3 separate regions of the Sus scrofa genome follow, and regions 2 and 3 are each linked to region 1. A link is a contact called in public Hi-C data. All regions are on one chromosome and are shown on one strand. The core of a region is the stretch at or near the end of the contact, and the rest is flanking DNA. Distances in the headings are between cores, read along the strand shown.

Region 1 (4,439 bases), core at 823-3,322:
TTGAGGTCCGCCTGGCTGCCCTCGAAAGTCGCCTGGATGCATTGGGCACCTCCCTGCAGGCCTTACCCGGCCTCATCGCCCAAGCCATACGCCCGCCCCCACCACCCCTGCCTCCCCGGCCTGGCCCCGGCCCCTCGGACCAGGTGACTCGGAGTTCCCCACACCGGTGGCCACCCGTGGCCCCTTCAGACTGCGGGTGACGGCCCTGCCTGCCACCAGACCCCTCAATCTTGGCCATCGTGTGGCCGCCACCTCCATGCCATCCGGGAAGCCCTGTACAGTGGCGCCTCTTGGAGTTCAAGGAGCCGAAGCTGAGTTGGGCTGAGTGGACTGGGGCCCGCCCCACCACGCCCCTCCTAGACTGTCCGGGCAGAGGGCAGGGCCAGACCGCAGGTGAGAGCAGGGGTGGGCCACTGACCACCGCTTCCTCCCTGACTGGAGCTGCAGGAGCCCGGAGCTTCCTCTAGTCCCCCGGCCCCCTGGCTCTCCCTAGGCCCCTGGTGGGTGTGGAGCAGCCAGGAGAGGGGTCCTTGCCAGTTCCAAATAAAGCAGGACCCACCCAGCTGCTGCCTGTTGTGTGTGGCTGGGGGCGCACCCGTAATCACATAACATGGGAGGTGGACATCCGACCCCAGGGCCCAGACAGGATTTGGGGGTCACAGTGAGCCCATCCCATCACTATCCTAGCCTGGCAGACTCCTGGACCTGAGTTCAGTCAGGGACAACTCCCTGAGGACATCTACATCAGTCCCACCTGGCCCCAGTAGGAGGCCCCTCCAGAGGGCATGGCCCAGGAGTTCTTCCTGTGGCTTAGTAGGTTAAGAACCCAAATAGCATCCCTGAGGATGCAGGTTCAATCCCAGGCCTTGCTCAGTGGGTTAAGGATCCAGCATTGCCACGTCATAGGTTGCAGCCACAGCTCAGATCTGGCATTGCTGTGGCTGTGGCTGTGGTATATAGGCTGGCAGATGCAGCTCCAATTTGACTCCATATGGAACTTCCATATGTCGTGGGTGTGGCCCTAAAAAATATGAGTAAATAAATAAATAAGTGGAGGGCATGGCCTGGCCTGCAGGAGGCAGCAGATAATCGGGAGGTCCTTCCATCTGGCTTTGCTGGAGCACCCACTATGAGCCAGGCTCCAGTAAGTACATGAGTAAGGAGGGCCATCCAGTCTTCAGGACCTGACCATAATTGGACCGGGAGACTCAGAGAAGTGAAGCCACTTACCGAATGAGGGAGATGGGGAGCCAGGGATTAAATTGGGGGTTCTACAGGTCAAGAGGAATTGGTGGAGGGCTCTCCATGGGGAGAAGAGTGGTGTGATCCTGGGGTGAGAGAGGACCTCCTGGGGTAGGATGGAGAGGAAGTTTCCAAACAAGTAGAATCAGGTCCCCTCAGGCCTTGGGCTCAGAATGCTGGAGTCGGGTTGGGGTGCCAGGCACTTGGCAGATGCTGGGCCCTGGGTGGAGAGGGAGGCTAATCTGGGCCCAGCTGAGAGCCCAGGCGCTGGCAGCCTCTGATAAGGCCAGGGGCCATCTGTTTGGGGATGATAGGATGGGCCCAAGAGTAAGAGTGTCTGGGGAGGTGTCAGTGGTGAGTGGTCAGACATGGGTTCAAGCCAGACTGTGCCACCGCTGGGTGCTTCTGGCCAGTGGTTGCCCTTCTGGGAGCCTCAGTTTCTTCTGTAAGATCAGGTGCCAGAGAATAGGGCACAAGGCTCACCCCTGGGAGCACTCAGGCTGATGGAGGAAGCACAGTAAACACACAGCAGTTGCAAACACAGCGACCAGAATCATAAAGAAATAAGCCCATAGCATGACTCTGAGGAGGTGACATTTGGGCGAGGGTGGGTACATTGGAGAAGGGCGTTCCAAGTAACAAAACAACCAGTGCAAAGGCCAAGAGCCAAGATCCGAGTTTGGTGTGTCTGGGGAACAACCAGATGGTGGCAGGGAGACCAGGGAGGAGGCTGGGGCGGCGCCCGGTCCAAAGGTGCCGGGTAGGGGACGAATGAGAACACAAGACAGCCGGGTAGCACCACGCCATCCACATCCGCCCCCGCCCGCCTCTGACTCAACAGCGCCTACCCTGCGAAAGCAGGGCCCGCCCGGCGCTGAGGGGTAGCAAAGTCAGCCGCGCCAGCACGCCGGCGGCAGGTCCCCTGAGGCCCGGGCGCGTCACGAGGCGGACGCGGAGAATCAGGAAGTCAGCCAACTCCGCGCCGGCCGGCGGCGCCCGCACAAGTTCGTAGAAGGAGGAGAAAGCTTGGGGGGCACCCGGAGGCGGCGGCGGCAAGGACCAGCGCTGAGACCTGGGAGGCCTGCAGACGCTCCCCAGCGGCGCGCCCGGCCTCCGCGGGCCCGACGGGCCCCCGCCGGGCGCGTCCTCCCCGCCGTGGGCCCCGGCCCGCGCCATGCGCCCGGGGGGCGTGCGCAGCTTCGTTCTGGAGCTGGCGCGGGGCCCGGGCGGCGCGTACCGCGGCGGGGAGCGGCTGTGCGGCCGGGTGCTGCTGGAGGCGGCCGCGCCGCTGCGGGTGCGAGCGCTCGAGGTGGCGGCCCGCGGCTGGGCGGCCACGCACTGGCTCGAGGGCCGAAGCGTGGGTATAAACGCCGTGTCCAGCGACTACGCGGCTGCCGAGACGTACTTGCGGCGGCGGCAGCTGCTCCTCCGAGGTGAGCCCCTCCAACCCCCACCCCCAAGCCAAGATACCCCGGGACCTTCTTCCGAGGAGTGGGCCCCCCTCTCCGGAGCCAGCCTTTCGACTTAGAGGCTGTGCAGTTGGGTGATCCTCCTCATGAAGTGGAGACCTCTTCCCCGGGGTGTGGACCTTCCTACCGGGACATCCACGCACCTACCCACTTCCTAAACCCTCTTTCCCAGGAATCCCTCCCAGGATCTGGGTGCACCCCATTCAGAGCCGGACAACCTCGACTTAGAGGTTTGCAGTGGAGACACCCCACCCCCTCACCCTCCACCACACACGCACTAAATGGGAGTCTGGGTGAATCCCTGGGTGGAGCTGGGAAATCCTTTCTGGATCACAAGATGCCACGTTAGCCCCAGGCCTGGGACCTCTGATTCCCAAAGAAGGGCCCTGTCTCATGTACTGTCAGTGCTCTTTCCCAGTGTTTGAAGGAAGGGCTCTTCACAGGGTTGGGGGTTCTGGTGGTGTTTGCACATGAGAGGGTAGGACTGTATCCTAGGCAGGGAGGAGACTTGGGCTGGCAGTCTTAGGTCTTGGACATGGCCTTCCCTTGCCCTGAACCTGAGATCCCAACCCTCAGGCTGTACAGCCAGTCAGGAGCAGAACAGGGGCCACAGAAGGAGTAAGTCTGTGTCACAATATGGTACTGTGTGGCTGAGGAAGATGCTAGACTCTCTGGGCTGCCCTGACCACCTCCTCTCAGGGAAGGCAGACCTCACCGTACCCACTGGCAAAATGGGTGGAGGCAGGAAGCAGCTCAGGCTTGGCTCCCTGCCTGCAGTACCCACCACACACCCGTTTTTTTGTTTTTTTTGTTTTTTGTTTTTTTTTTTCCGGCACTGTACACACCAGATGCTTTGCATGCAGGTTTGCAGCCTTGTCCCAGCAGCCCCCAGGTGTGCTGACCAGCTGTGGAAACTGAGGTGTAGCCAGCATGGGGTGAGGCAGGAAGGGGCCCTGTAGGCACTTCCCTTTCCCTGTGACTCGAGCGAAATTGGGGCTGGTCTCACTTACTGGTGGCTTTCTTAAGATACTGGAGGGGTGAAGTTTGTGGAGCTGCTGTGTGACCCCTCATGGGGCCCTGCCTGTCTCTGGGCCTCTGGGGACCCAGCTGTGAACTGGACTGAGGGCCCTGACTCAGTAGGAGCCTTCCCATCTCCCCTTCATTGCCCATCCCCTCCTGGGCTTATGGTCTCTTCGCCTCCTTTTAGGCTCCTCTTAGACCTGAGAAAAGGTCTCAACCTCTTATTTCAGTCCCAGAGCCCCCTCTTCCAGGCAGTCCCTCAGGCTGATCACTGAGTGGACAGCCTCTACCTCTCTCTTCCGGCCTGTCCTGCCCCCTATCACTGGCTGGCCGTGACTGGTTATAGATGCCCCCCGTTGGGGTGCTGAGGCCTCCTAGCTGAGGCCCGTTGGGATGCTGAGCAGTGGTGGGGCGGGGGCGGGGGTGGGGATGGGGCAGCCCACCTGGCCTAAGCCAGACTTAAAGGGGATGGCCAAGGTAGAGGGTGGGTTGGAGAGGCAGTGCATTCTCATGCCACCAGAGGGCGCAGATGCCCCGCAGATCGTGAGCAAGCCGCCTCCGACTTAGAAATTCTACTCGCGGTTCTTTAAGAAAACTGGACCCAGAGAGAGGTTACCGCCCCCAAAGGCACACTCCAGCCCTGAACCCGAGGGTTCCTAGAGCTTCTCCAGTACTTGGTTCTGTCAGTGAGGGGATGAACTAGGTCTG
Region 2 (4,439 bases), core at 1,013-3,512, 500 kb before region 1:
TAGCCAGAGCCACACCAACGTGGGATCCGAGCCAGGTCTGCAACCTACACCACAGCTCACGGCAATACCGGATTGTTAACCCACTGAGCAAGGGGAGGGATCAAACCCGCAACCTCATGGTTCCTAGTCGGATTCATTAACCACTGTGCCACGACGGGAACTCCTGTTTTGTTTTGTTTTGGCTGCCATGGAGTTCCCAGGCCAGGGATCAGATCTGAGCCGCGTCTGCAACTTACACCACAGCTGCAGTGACACCAGATTCTTAACCCACTGTGCTGGGCCAAGGATAGAACCTATGTCCCTGCACTGCAGATATGTGACTGAGCCCCACTGTGCTCCAGTCATTCTGTCATATTAAAGGATAGCAAATGGTTTGGTACTGACTGGTCACGCTGCCCATGTATTTCTTGAGTAACTCTAAATGGGACCCAATGGATATGTGGCAAAAATCTCAGGCCATGGCTTCCACTTTGATGGTCGGGCTGATGCACCCTGGGTGTGGGGAGAGTTGCCAACACCCTCTCCTCAAGGCTGGATGGGCATGTTCTGTTTTCCACTGCTATGATCATTCGGCCACTGTCTTGTCCCCTCTATTGGCCTGGAGGACATTATAGGACACATAGAAGCTCTTATTCAATTAACCCAGCAAGACTTAAATGAGAGCTGACAAAGTCTGCCCTTACTGAATACTGAAACGTCTGTAACGTGAAAAGATGTCCTCCAAAATAGGATGGCCTTGGACATGACTAATTATCCAAGTGGAATGGAAAGTTGTATGTTCATATCTGATCAGACTGGGGATGTAGCATCTTTTTTTTTTTGGCTGCTCCCATGGCATGTGGAACTTTTCGGGCCAGGGATTGAACCTGTGCCACAGCAGTGACAAAACTGGATCCTTAACCCACTGAACCACCAGGGAGCTCTCATGTAGCATCTTTTTTCTTTTTCTTTTCTTTTTTGGCCACCCCACAGCATATGGCATTCCTGGGGCCAGGGATCACATCCAAGCCACAGTTGTAACTTAAGTCGCAACTGGGGGAATGCTGGATCCTCAACCCGCTGGGCACAGGGCTCCAGAGATGCCCCTGATCTCTTTGCACCACAGCAGGAACTCCCCTATAATATCTTTATTAAAGCACATTCGGACACAAAGGAATGCCCTGATTGATTCCTAGCCTCAGGGACTCAATAAATCAGTGCTTCAGATCACAGGGCACTTGGTGCAAAAGTATTCTTATCTTCTTCTTCTTCTTTTTTTTTTTTTTTTTTGTCTTTTTGCCATTTCTTGGGCTGCTCCCACGGCATATGGAGGTTCCCAGGCTGGGGGTCGAATCGAAGCTGTAGCTGCTGGCCTATGCCAGAGCCACAGCAACATGGGATCCGAGCCGCATCTGCGACCTACACCACAGCTCACCGCAATGGTAGATCCTTAAAAAAAAAAAAATCCCCAGAAATAAAAACAGAATATTGGTAACAAAATAAAGTCTAACCCTAAAAGAAAAAAAAAAAAAAAAATGGAGTTCTCGTTGTGGCTCAGTGGTTAACGAATCCGACTAGGAACCATGAGGTTGTGGGTTTGATCCCTGGCCTCACTCAGTGGTTCCCCTTGTGGCTCAGCAGATACTCTGACTAGTATCCATGAGGACGCAGGTTCCATCCTTGGCCTCGCTCAGTGGGTTAAGGATACCGCCATTGCCGTGAGCTGTGGTATAGGCGACAGACCCGGCTTGGATATGTCGTGGCTGTAGCTGTGGTGTAGGCCAGCGGCTACAGCTCAGGTTTGACCCCTAGCCTGGGAACCTCCATATGCCTTGGGTGCGGCCCTAAAAGCACCACACACACAAAAAACCCCCACCATTCCTTGCTAACAGGTGGTACAAAAAACAGGCAGTGGGCTAACCTATGACATTGCAGAAAACTGGAAACTACACAGGAGTAAACCTTCTGTTCCCTAATTTTCCATATTTTACTTCTGAGGGGTGTAAAAGTTTGTCTCCATACTGAGCACTTTCTTGTCTCATTTTAAAAAATGTGTATGTGAACAAGTTCTCAAGTTACACCAAGATTTCAAGGCTCAAGTTGGTCGGTATTTTTATTTAAACTAACCGTTGCATAACTCATGAAAGTCTTCTTTGGGGTGACTTCTGGAATTGTGAGTTTTTCACAGCTCACTCTCAAATTCTGGGGAATACTGACGTCAACTTTGGAAGAGAGGTTGACACTGCAAAGGATTCTGGGGAACGTAGTTCCGGTTTGCTGCTAGCGAGACATTTCCGGCGGAAGTTGATGGGCGTGAGGGGGAAAAAAAAGGAGACAATTTTCCGCAAACGTCGCTCACTGGCACACCTGGGGGACGCACGCAGTTGGCCGACAGCTTTCCCGGAACGCGCAAACGACGCCTCCTGGACTCCCGACCTCGCAAGGCTATCTGGGAGTTGTAGTTCAGTTTCGTGGCCAAACTCCGCCGTCCGGCCGCGGCTGGGAGGTCCAAGGCGGTCCATCGCCTTTGGATCTTGGTTCGGAGGATGGATCCGGGGCCCGGGACCGACGCGGCCCCGTTGGCTGGCCTGGCCTGGTCGTCGGCCTCGGCGCCTCCGCCAAGGGGATTCAGTGCGGTAAGCGACGTCGGGGAACCGGGGAAGTGTAGGGAGAGGCGGTGGCACTAGGGGCGAGGGGTTGAATGGGGGCAGAGGTGGCTGCGGCCAGGTAAGAGCCTGGCTGGCGCTGACCCGCGTCCGTGCCATAGATCTCCTGCACCGTGGAGGGAGCTCCCGCCAGCTTCGGCAAGACCTTCGCGCAGAAATCCGGCTACTTCCTATGTCTCAATCCTTTGGGCAGCCTAGAGGTAAGGGGCGCCCACCTTCGGAATCCCTGGGGTCCTTCCACTCCCCCTGTCCATTCGCGGGGTGCTGCCCGAGGCGTGCCGGTCACTCTTGCTGTGTTCCCCACCGCGTCCCCCCACCCCATCCCATCCCAGAATCCACAGGAGAACGTGGTGGTCGATATCCAGATCCTGGTGGACAAGAGCCCTCTCCCGCCGGGATTCTCCCCTGTCTGCGACCCCGTAGACTCCAGTGAGTCCTGTCGAAGGCGGGGGTGGGGTGGGGCGGGGTTGGAGGTGAAGGGCACATTCGAGTCTCTGCGGGAAAGAGCGGGGAGGGAATGGAGAGACCATAGGCGCGTGAGTTTTGAGCCTTGGCCACCCCCTCGACAGCACTTGGTAATGACAGTGTTGGCTGAGGACTTAGAGTTCTGATCCTGTACGGGGAAAATGTGCCCCGCCCTGCGTAAAAATGTTCGATTGGAAGCCTCTGTTCTAGAGTAAGTGTTCGGTCATTGCGACCTGTTTTATTTAATGTTACTAATACACCTTCTTCTTAGGTTGTAGCCAGGCTGAATCTTGCGCAGTTCTGTTTTACATTTCCAGGTTCTTACACACAGGCTCCAGTTGCCCTGGTGCTTTCCTGACAATGCTGACCACTCTGTTTTCTAACCATCAGGCTCTCCCTGCCTCCTGTGCCTTTTCCATGTATTGTCTTTTATATTTGACTCTCAGCATATATATCTGTTGGTGCAGGACTTGGCAGACTTTGTCTGTAAAAGGGCAGAAAGTAGATATATTAAATTAGATGGTGTCTGTTGCATATATATCCCTTTAAAAATGTAAAAGCCGTGGAGTTCCCGTCATGGTGCAGTGGTTAACGAATCCGTCTAGGAGCCATGAGGTTGCGGGTTCAATCCCTGGCCTTGCTCAGTGGGTTAAGGATCCGGCATTGCCGTGAGCTGTGGTGTAAGTTGCAGACGCGGCTCAGATCCTGCATTGCTGTGGCTCTGGCGTAGGCTGGCGGCTATAGCTCCGATTGGACCCCTAGCCTGGGAACCTCCATATGCCGCAGGTGTAGCCCTAAAAAGAAAAAAAAAAAAAAGAAGTAAAAGCCATGCGTAGCTGGTGAGCCATACAGAAACAGACTTTGGGCCAGATTTGGCTCTTAGGCTAGTTTGCTGACCTCTGGATTAGAGGGCTGGGGGAAAGTGAGTTCTGTCTTATCCCACAGCTACCCTACAAGTGCCTCTCTATGTCACTAAAGACGACCCTGTCCCAATGGGTCCTCAAAGCTGCATGGAGTTCCCTCCTATGGCTTTGCCATTCATGGTTTAACCAGATGGCTGTCTTAAATAGCAGCACCCTGGCCAGTGTCATCCTGGAGCCCTATGGACCCCTTCCCTGCTTCTTCCCTCTTGTCACTCCTCTGCCCCCCATTCCCAGAGGCTCTGTATCCAAGAAGAAACGCATGTGTGTTAAGCTGGTACCCTTGGGGGTCGCAGACACGGCTGTATTTGACGTCCGGCTGAGTGGGAAAACCAAGACAGTGCCTGGATACCTTCGAGTCGGGTAGGGCTGCCCCTCAGCACTCCCTCCTTGACCTCCCAACTCCCAC
Region 3 (4,439 bases), core at 557-3,056, 290 kb after region 1:
GAATTTTAACTTGTCTACTCACAAAATCTAGTTCAAAACATGATACATTTATCTCTCTAGCCGATCTCATGTTACTATTTTACAAACAACACTGAATTTGTAATTATGTTATATTAAGAACCTGTACTAAATGAAGTCGTTATTTTATCAGAAAACATTTCCCTTTAGTTTTAAAAAGTGCCTTTTTATTTTTATGGCTTTTTAGGGCCAGGCTAGGAGTCAAATCAGAGCTGTAGCCACTGGCCTACACCACAGCCACTGTAATGCCAAATCTGAGCCAGATCTGCCAACCTACAACCACAGCTCACGGCAACGCCGGATCCTTAACCCACTGAGCAAGGCCAGGGATCAAACCCGCAACCTCATGGTTCCTAGTCAGATTCGTTAACCACTGCACCAAGACGGGAACTCCATGGCAACACTGAATCTTTAACCCACTGTGCTGGGTCGAGGATTGAACCTGCATCCTGGCACTGCAGAGACTCTGCTGATCCATTGCACCACAGCAGGAACTCCAACCATCTTATTTTTTTAAAAAAAGAGCTCTCCTGGAGTTCCTGTTGTGGCTCAGTGTTAACAAACTCGACTGGTATCCACAAGGACTTGAGTTTGATCCCCGGCTTCTCTCAGTGGATTAAGGATCCGGTGTTGCCAAGAACTGTGGCGTAGGTTGCAGATTCGGCTTGGATCTGCCATTGCTGTGGCTGTGGCCTAGGCTGGCAGCTACAGCTCCAATACAACCCCAAACCTTGGAACTTCCATATGCAGTGGGTGCAGCCCTAAAAAGACAAAATAAAATTTTTTTAAAAAAAGAGCTCTGGAGAGTTCCCATTGTGGTGCAGTGGAAACAAATTTGATAAGTTATCAATGAGGTTGTGGGTTCAATCCCTGGCCTCACTCAGTGGGTCAGGGATCTGGGGTTGCCATGAGCTGTGGTGTATGTTGGTTGCAGTCTTGGCTCGGATGCTGAATTGCCATGGTTGTGGCATAGGCTGGCAGGCAGCTTTAGCTCCAATTTGACCCCTAGCCTGGGAACTTCCATATGCCGCAGGTTTGGCCCTAAAAAGGAAGAAAAAAAAAGAGAGAGAGAGAGGGAGAGAGAACACAGAGTTCCTGCTGTGGCTCAGCAGGTTAAGAACCTGACTGGTATCCATGAGGTTGTGGGGTCCGTCCCTGGCCTCGCTCAGTGAGTTAAGGATCTAGCATTGTTGCAAGCTGTGGTATGGGTTGCAGATGAAGCTGGAATCCGGTGTTGCTGTGGCTGTGGGGTTGGCCGGCAGCTGTAGCTCTGATTTGACCCCTAGCCTGGGAACCTCCATATGTCACAGGTGCAGCCCTAAAAAGAGAGAGAACACCAGTGACGTGCTTAACAGGGCCTGCATCCTGTGAACATGAGCTTTTATTCCTAGTCACTCTTGGTGGTAGCATGTGACTCAGTTTCTCTGATGACTAAGGTTGGGTGCTATCAGTTTCCTCTTTCTTTCCAGTACAGTGGGGGAAAATGAAATCTCTCTCCACAGCCCCGGCTTCTAGCAAAACATGCTCTTTGTATCAGACACTTACTACATGTTTGAGTTCTAAAACTTGATTCTTGGTAAGATTTTTGTTCCATTCTCTTTTTCAACTTGGCTGAGGTCTCGCTCCCATAGCCAGCCCAGGCCGGATCTCAGATTTTCTGAATTCTACCTGAAGCTGCCAGAGACCAAAATAGCCACTGAGTGTGTGACCTCTGGTCTGAGCTTGCAAACAAGGCTCCCGGGCAGTTCAGAGAACACTGCCTTGCATATTCTTGGGCCAGAGGCAGACGGTCCTTGGTCAGCGTCCTGGCTAATCTGGGGCCAAGGCTGCTTGGAATGAGATTTTGGCGACCCAAGTCCAAGGTCCAGATCTGTTTCTAAGGACGTGGCCAGAAACTCAGCTTTATTTTTCTGGCTATTTTTGGAGGAACGATGGCCTCTGCTGAAAGTGAGTTGGGAACCTCCTGTGTGCCAGGCACACAGCTCTAACAAAGACATGCCCTTGCCCTGGAAGTCAGGGCAGGAAAATGGGAAATAATCAGAAAAGCAGTGCCTATTAAAGAATAATTTCTGAATGTAACCGCTGCTGTGAAGAAGATGAAACAAGGAAATGAGACGGACCTACTGGGGTGGTGGTGTGGTGGGGTGAGGAGGGTCACTAGGAGGAGGTGATGTTCCAGCTGAGCCCTGAAGGAGAAGCAGCTAGTTTTGCAGGTATCTGCAGGGCATGTTCCAGGCAGAGGGAACAGCAAGTGCAAAGGCCCTGAGGTGAGACTGTGTTAGGCTCCAGGACAACTGCTGGGGTTACAGCAGCTGTGTATTGGGGAGCTAAAGGGAGGGGAGGCCAAGGTTAAGGGGCCACATCAGCCTCCTTAGCAACATAGGACCCTACTCTGGGCACCACCCAACCGTGGGTGCGGGGTTTTCACTTTATTTCACTATCCCCTCGACCTCCTGGCTTGAACGCCGCTTCTGGGACCTCAGGAGGCTTTAGGTAAGTAGTCTTCGATACTACGGCTCAGTTTTCTCATCTGTAAAAGGGGCCAAATGATGGAGCTTTGCTCACAGGGGGGGTGGGGGCCAGCGATGTTCATAGCAGGCGCTCAGTGAACCCTTGCGGAATAAATGACCAGCTCATGCCTAGCGTCTGCCACAGCCTTCGGGATGAAGTGTCCCCATCTTACACATGGGGAAACTGAGGCTGCGAGCCAAGCGCTCCTAACGTGAAAGTTAAGGATGGGGCGCGCACGCTGCGTCTCGGGTCGGGGACGCGCACGCCTAGCCGCCCGGCTTGGGGCGGGGTCGAGGGCGGGGCCGGATTTAGGGGCGGGGCCGCGCGGGGTCCCGCGGCAGCGGCGGCGGCAGCGGCGGCGGCTGCGGACTGGTCAGCTTACCAGTCCCAGCAGGAGCGAGTCAGAGGTGCAGCCTGCGCCCGCCATGGAGCAGCCCAGGAAGGCGGTGGTGGTAACGGGTACGCGGGCAGTGTACCAATGGCGGTCGCAGCGGCAGCGGCCCCGGGGCAGGGGTTGGGTCGGGCGGCTTCAGAACCAGTTGGGCCGGGAGGAGCGCGGTGGCCCGGGCGGGGCAAGTGCTAGAAGTGTCCCAGGTTTGGAAGGTGTCATCATCCGCGGGAGCCCAGCTCAGTCCGCGCGACAGAGAAAGTGGAGAAAGGGGCGCCCCTGTGGTCCTACTGTCAGGGGCCGGGGCAAGGAAGGACGTGGGGGTCTTGGCAAGTGACCCACACGGAGCAGGCCCCTTTCGCGTCCTTCCTTACCCAGTTGGGGACAGTAACTCTCTGGGCACCTGTTTGTTCTGTCTGCCTGGCCAGCAGGCTGGACCGGGCTCCTCCCTGCCCCTCCCTAAGTCAGGTTTGTCACCACCCCCGGTTCCAGGGGACAAAGGCCGATTTGCGGGCAGGAAGTGCCCCGGTGACAAATGAATGTCTTGCCAGCCACTGCTCCCCGAGCCTTGCGCCAACGGAGGGCTGCTCCCCGGAGGCGGGGGCAGATGGAGTTCGGTGGACCTCGGTTGCCCGGCCACTCTCTCGGTTGCCCCAGGGACCGTCTTGGTCAAAATCTTTAATGCCCCGGTTGTTTGTGTGTCAGCCTGCTCCCACCCCCACCCCCACCCCTCGCTGTCACCAAGTCCGAGAAACTAACTCTTCCTTCTTGAGGAGACTCCGCCTTGGGTCCTCGTGGGCGTCAACTTCCGCCAGGCCTCTGGTGGGAGGGTGTCATTTTGACCCTCAGTCTGGAGGAGTCGGAGTGGGAAATCCAAGTTCAAACAGGTGTTTTGTCGCCCAGGGAGATTGGGGCTGGTCCTGGAATTCCCAGGAAGATAGAAGTCCCTTACCTGGCTAATAGGTGTGTCATATTGCCAGAGGGTCACTGTCCTCTGCAGCCCTCCTCTATCTGCTTACTTATTACTCTCCTGCTAACTCTGCAGGCAGCCACCAGACTGGGCATTTTTCTTGCATGAGCTCATTACATCGTCAGTGTCTCCATTTTGCAGAGGGGAAAACTGAGGCTCACAGAGGTCACCTTGTTTGTAAGTGGCTGAGCTGGGACTCATACTTGGTCTATGCAGGAGGAAGAAAGGGATGGAGAGGTTCTGACCCTACTTGGGGGTCCCCTCCAGGCAGAGGATCCTTCCCAGGGCCGTGATACCACTTGGGACATTCAACCCAGCTATGGTTCAATGATAGCCTCTCTTGGAGATGTTTATTTTTTAGGCAGTTTGTTGGGGTGGTTAGAAGAGGGAGGCCATGGGCTCTTATGGGTTCGGGTTTGAATCCCTGCTCTTTTGACTTCTTGCTGTGTGACCTTGGGAAGCTGGCTTCACCTCTCTGTGCCTCAGCCCCAGCTCCTGTGAAATGGGCCCAGGAAATACCCTTGCCTGAAAGGGGATGTCCAGTGAGGCTGA

What was found. Hi-C and Micro-C count contacts between places; a contact is called where the count stands out from the background.
Region 2: a Hi-C map of liver shows a contact between it and region 1, with 4 times the contacts expected there. The contact joins the promoter of MVB12A here to the promoter of ARRDC2 in region 1. A contact is called at or near these places in 2 of 47 Hi-C or Micro-C datasets (fetal skeletal muscle and liver).
Region 3: a contact with region 1 is called in a Hi-C map of alveolar macrophages, with 1.9 times the contacts expected there. The contact joins the promoter of PGPEP1 here to the promoter of ARRDC2 in region 1. A contact is called at or near these places in 2 of 5 promoter capture datasets (fetal liver and liver), 5 of 47 Hi-C or Micro-C datasets (alveolar macrophages, embryonic fibroblasts, heart right ventricle and 2 more) and 2 of 2 datasets of contacts at active chromatin or transcription factors (alveolar macrophages and skeletal muscle).

What each region holds. Positions count from the first base shown.
Region 1 is chr2:59,776,133-59,780,571 of Sscrofa11.1, reverse strand. It overlaps ARRDC2 (arrestin domain-containing protein 2), which reads left to right and starts at 2,072. Exons shown (of 8, transcript XM_003123504.4): 1 at 2,072-2,675. The coding sequence starts at 2,417. It overlaps KCNN1 (small conductance calcium-activated potassium channel protein 1), which reads left to right. Exons shown (of 12, transcript XM_005654901.3): 12 at 1-562. The coding sequence ends at 200.
Region 2 is chr2:60,273,795-60,278,233 of Sscrofa11.1, reverse strand. It overlaps MVB12A (multivesicular body subunit 12A), which reads left to right and starts at 2,262. Exons shown (of 10, transcript XM_021083558.1): 1 at 2,262-2,615; 2 at 2,747-2,845; 3 at 2,978-3,074; 4 at 4,268-4,393. The coding sequence starts at 2,818.
Region 3 is chr2:59,483,176-59,487,614 of Sscrofa11.1, reverse strand. PGPEP1 (pyroglutamyl-peptidase 1) reads left to right here and starts at 1,806. Exons shown (of 5, transcript XM_021083524.1): 1 at 1,806-1,965. The coding sequence starts at 1,950.